Linked DNA regions of Gasterosteus aculeatus: region 2 is linked to region 1. The links are chromatin contacts, called in public Hi-C maps. All regions are on one chromosome and are shown on one strand. The core of a region is the stretch at or near the end of the contact, and the rest is flanking DNA. Distances in the headings are between cores, read along the strand shown. Region 1 has its middle 7.9 kb from the start of lman2. Region 2 overlaps fat2 (FAT atypical cadherin 2).

What was found. Hi-C and Micro-C count contacts between places; a contact is called where the count stands out from the background.
Region 2: a Hi-C map of whole body shows a contact between it and region 1, with 2.7 times the contacts expected there. The contact joins two enhancer-like sites. A contact is called at or near these places in 2 of 6 Hi-C or Micro-C datasets (tail fin and whole body).

Annotation. Positions count from the first base shown.
Region 1 is chr4:4,404,358-4,407,057 of fGasAcu3.hap1.1, reverse strand. No RefSeq gene overlaps it. Among protein-coding and RNA genes, the nearest start is that of lman2, 7.9 kb to the right of the region's middle. Within about 2 kb of position 1,372, at least 3 of the 9 cell types and tissues checked have open chromatin away from gene starts, as enhancers often do.
Region 2 is chr4:4,448,521-4,451,220 of fGasAcu3.hap1.1, reverse strand. The region is part of intron 15 of fat2 (FAT atypical cadherin 2); the gene reads right to left. Among protein-coding and RNA genes, the nearest start is that of mtnr1al, 24 kb to the left of the region's middle. Within about 2 kb of position 1,395, at least 3 of the 9 cell types and tissues checked have open chromatin away from gene starts, as enhancers often do.

The sequences.
Region 1 (2,700 bases), core at 123-2,622:
TCGTCTCCGTCGTGTCCCTCAGGTCCATGACCGACGTACAAACACGCGGCAGAGAGCTCCCTGCTCCACCAGCGCGGGCCGCCCCAAAAGCAGTTAACGGGATCACGATCCCACCTTCACTCCTCGGCAGCTCCTCTTAACGCGACTCACTGGTTTAAACCCCCCCCCCCCCCCTTCCTCCCCAACATAAATCTCGCCGCGAGCACAAGATTAAATGTCCTTTTTTTTGTTATGTCAGGCCCTGCTTAGCGCTCACCTTGTCGTGCACTTTGACCCCGGGCATTTCCCAGGACAATGCGACGGTTGTTGGCGGCGCGTTGCACGGGGGAGAGAGTTTCAAAGCATTCCGGGTGGATTTCAGACCACTTTCCTGCCTTCCGATCCGCCAGTGGTGACGCGAAGCTGCCAAAGTCATCACACAAAGACCTGAAACTCACTTGAGAGGAACAACCTTGTGTTTTCTTCATCCCACTCGGGCAGGATTAATACTCCGGATTAATACCTACTTTTAATGTCTTAAAAACAACACATTACTGTTGTAACCTTGTTGTTGATCAGAGGAAGCTTATTCTACAGCTTTCAGGCTTTTTAGCCATGTTTTACTCAAACACACACACACACACACATAATCAAACTGTAGAAGTGAAGAAAGCAAGCGAGACGTTGTCGATATTTTACCTGCAAGCTGTTCACGCTGCTTTGAGGACGCGAAGGTTCACACCTCAGTCTCACCGTGGGACTTTAAAGTGAACACTGAGAGACATTTAAGTCCCAGCATGAAGGAGCAGAGGAAGCAAAGTAGAAAAGGGCCTTTGGATGGACTAATGGAGGTCAACGTGGGGTCAACTAGGGAAAGGAAAAGGACGAGGACTCAACCAAGAATCCGTCCTACAAGAAGTTCTACTCAATGAATGGATTTTATTAACCAGGCTGGTACTTAAACATGTTTTGTCCTCGTATCCAGAAGTCTGCACCTTTTTTACGAGACAATAAGCACCTCGTGCCGCTGTCTCTGTAGTTTTGTGTCAAAATATATTATGATACCAAAATAAACTGCAGAGGAGAATGAAGCTCCGTCACTTTGGGAGGGAGGGACGACATCCTCAAACCCTGCAAACTTTTTTTATTAGAATTACATGAATCCAAAGAACTTAACTGCACTTGACTAGAAGAATATGTAGTGAAAATGCTTTTAACGGCCACAAATAACATTTTTTAAGTTACTTTCTTTTTGTAGAAGAAGTGGTTGTTAACTCAAAGGCCCTGCAGGGGGAGATGTGACGTGTGACTCGTCTCGCGGACTCAGACGGCACATGAAACAAACCCGCAGGCAGCCCGAGGAGAAACTAACCGGCAACTTCATGAGCGCGACGTTAAGACACACAAACAAGGTGCAACAAGTCAGTGCGAGTACAGAGAGTCCTGATGATGTGCCGCACAAGTGTGGAGTGGCAACCCACATGAGCGCGTTGTGTTTAAGTGTTTGCTCATTTCCCACGTGACTAAAACAACGTGGAGAAGGAGGAAGTCACAGTGAGAGACTATTTTTATTTCTACCTGAAGTGAAATCCTGAAAGTGAATTATTATTGGAAGGTCTACAAAGTGGAGCTACAGCTCCCGAGTTGGCAGGACAAAAAAATGTGTAGAAAGATATTTAGTGATCACTTTTTAAGGACTCATTCAGTCATGCATTTAGCTACAAAACACGACTTTTCATCATTCTTCTTTTGCTAATTCGAACAACTGTCTGCGGGAGAGCTACGTGTTAGCGTAGCAAAGCGCCAGCGACGGCGGCTTCTCCCGGGCCTCCACGCCCCCCCCCTGAAGTCACGCTCCTCTGGGTTCACCCCCCCAACGAGCGCCCCGGCTGAACCCAACAGGCCACGGTCGGAGAGAATATGAACCATCCATGGCATCGACGAAAACTGCGACGAAACTGCGGCCGGCGTGATGGACAGCGCGTGATGGACGAGCCCCCCGGCGACATCCGGCCCTCCGCTGCGTTTTCTCTCTCTGCTGCCCCTCCGATGGACGTCACCCTGACTGACAGCCGCCTGGAGGCCCGCGGCCGACACAAATACCACGAGATAATTACTGACTTCAAGGCCCTTTCGGGCCGTCCTCGCTAAGTCGTGAACTTGACATTTGAGGGAGGGGCGGGGCTTGTTGTTTGACGTATACTCACTTATATAAAGAGCAGAGTTTGAAAGGAAGATGTTTAAATGAGTTGGAGTGACCTTCGCCCTTCCGAGTTCTGAAAAAGAGACGGAAGAAACATGAGATCCGTCAACTTCTGCCCCGAAACGTGTTGTTGTCAAATTGTGTTGCGCTGAAGGAAAGCAGCACGGAGACTCGCGCTGCATGTTGACGTCGCAGTAAAGCATTTACTAACAATTAAGCGCTTGGTCGTCAGAGAATCAATGGGCTGAAAATAACGGGCGCGTTAATTCAAGTCTGCGGAGACGGTTTGTTTCTCATTGTCATTGTTTGGTTACAACTTCAGAAATTGCTAGAATCTGTTTAACACGACTTCAGAAAGCCCGAGCCGGTGTCCTCGTGTTACTTTTTCAAGTTAACAAAAACGATTTAAAGAAACACGGAAACAAAGCAATGGCCTTGTGGTCCAGAAGCTCCCATGTGAAGATATCAAGGTCAGAAATAAGTATCTGGTATAAAAAATAATAATGAATGAATAAAAT
Region 2 (2,700 bases), core at 146-2,645, 44 kb before region 1:
GTTTATGAGTGAAGGTGAGGACAAAATGTAAACGCACATCATCTGTTGATGTTAAACCATCAAAAAAGGGATTAAGATGGCAAATAATCAACGTATCCGCAGGGATTTCTATCCACACAACTAGTGCGGTGACTAGTGCAACATGAGCAGGTCCACCACAAGCGAGTCCAGTACCAGCAGCACGCGTTTTGCATAAAAACTGATATTAAGATTATTCAGAATAATCTTAAAGGAATAATTCTTTTGATGTTCTCCACTCAAAAAATGTCAGAACTCGAATGCAAGCAACGAATGCAATCAAACTAGTTTTTTGCCTCCTTTGGGAACGTGAAAGTGCTCATTAGAGCGTGATACTACATCCTGCTATTTCCGGCAGACTGCATTTGAATGTCTCTTGATTTTCTCGTGCTCGTGGCGGCAGAGCACCAGCATCAGTGCGGCGTACAGACCGGCCCCCCGCCGATGAAAAGCACGGAGCCGAATGAGGAAGGAAGCATCACCTGTGACACGGATAAGTCTCCCTCCCCCTCAAGCTCTCGTCCAGTCCGTTCACGGTTTGTCCTCCTTCCCTCGGGGAAAAGCCTGACTCGTGTTACGTATTGATCTCCATGAACTCATCCGTGTCCGCTAAAGTTTATTTCTACACCCAACATTTTGCTTTTAAGATTATTTCCACGTGTTTATGCTGACATTTAAAAAAATATATGTTGACATCCCACAAATTGCAATAAACGTTTCATTAAAATAGTAATACATTCTAGAATAAACTCAATGGTTTTGAACCTTGAGTTGTGAGATCAAGGAGGCAGCAGGATGGTGAAATACTGTAATTGACCTTTTCAGCCCACTGCCTGCCTGTCTGTTATTCAAATAGTAATATGACTGCTGTTTGTGGGACTTTTTGAAAGCGAGAGGACGTGCCGGTGTGTGGGAGGCGTTTTCATCGGCGTACGCACTGCTGCGTGTAAACGGGAATATTTGTTATTATCAACCTTCAAACAGCATAGAAGGAATATTATTGTAATTCAGAATAAGGTCATGAAACCAAACATGTCAAAGGCAGTAAGTGGCTGTAATTTCCCACCCATTAAATATAATCTGCATATTAACGAGATAACAAGCTGTAAACGTTGCAAAGGATGTTTAAGGATAATTACGGGAGTTTTGGAATCGAAGGTCAACATTTAATCTCAAACGGAGCTTCAACAAAAAGGTGATCTGGAAAGTTTTCGAGGAGAAATTTTGTTTTTGTTCTGAAGACTTTAGCAAATTAATCATCCCAAAGATGGCGCTGTGGTTAAAGGGCAACACTTCAAATCCTGCTTCCCCGAGAAGCAGTGACTCAACTGTTGATCGGTCATTGTCTCTCTTTGCTCCTGTGTGAAAAAAAAAGAAAGAAACAATGTGACGACACCAGTTTCATTCTGAATGAACCCGAGATGGACGGTAAGGAAATACATGGCGTATATTACTGACAAATCATTCTATTTACTGCGTATTAAAGTTAAAAATGACCACAAAGAGAGATCTGTATTCACGTCTGTGCCCTTTGGGAACCCTGCAGGTAGAGACCATGTTTTTCTATTCAATTACTTAAGCAAATAAAAAAGAAAAGCTCGTTACTCATTGTTGTCTGTGAGAAACTTGTCTGAGTGGAGAAAGAGGACAAGCTGCAGCACATCTGAAGGAGCGGCTGACCTGTTCGGTCTACTCCCGTTTCCCTACCTGCTCCGCGCGTGTGTTTGTGTGTGTCTGTGTGTGCGTGTGTGTCTACCTGTCTGAATGTGTCCATCTCAGTGCAAACAAAAACATGTGTGTGCATTAGTCTTTGTACACGCACAACATTTGTATGAGTGGGTTTCTGTGTGCATCAGTATTGATCTTCTTGTGTGAACTGTGATCATTCTGGTGTGTGTGCATGTGTGTGTGTTTGTGTGTGCGTACTTGGAGAGAACACTACCACACGTGCACACACACACACACACACACACACACACACACACACTGACTGAACTACGGAGGGTTTCAGCTGAGGGAATACTGTCGGTTTTAGTTCACTTTTATCGGACTTCACTGTTTGCACCAAGAGAAACCCAACGAAAGATCAAAGCCGGCGCATGAATAAAACATTCCAACACAGCAGTTGAAATTTCTATCAAACTGCGTCAGCAAACTTCCGGCGCAGAGAGACGGGTTCAGATTTGTTCAGATCTTTAGAAAACTGAAGTGAAAAAAACAAAACGTGTGCTGAAACACAAATTACAGGACTAATTTGTTTGAGAGAAAAAAGTTAAAATTACAAAGTAGAAGCAGAAAGGAAAACATGACTAAACCAACAAAGGGGAGGAAAAAAAGCGACTTGTGCTGTTTAGCAGTTACAGAAACCGGGAGGATTGGGGGAGTCTCATATTTTACCGCTCAAAAGGAGCATGCTCCCCCCCCCCCCCCCCCCCCGACGGCGCACTGGAACAATAAACCCCCGATGTCATCGCGGCGTCCTCTGGCCTGGCTGGAGTCCACACACACACCGACCGGGCTTTTGTGTCTCCAAAATCACCTACCGGTCTACTGGTCGGTAGACAGATTTCTGCGCGCGCTACGCACCTTGAACTTGAGGAGTCGGCAGTCGAAGGGTCGGATGGAGGCTCCGTCCGTTTGAGTCAGATGTGAGGAGGGGACATGCTTGTTTTTGCAGGTACT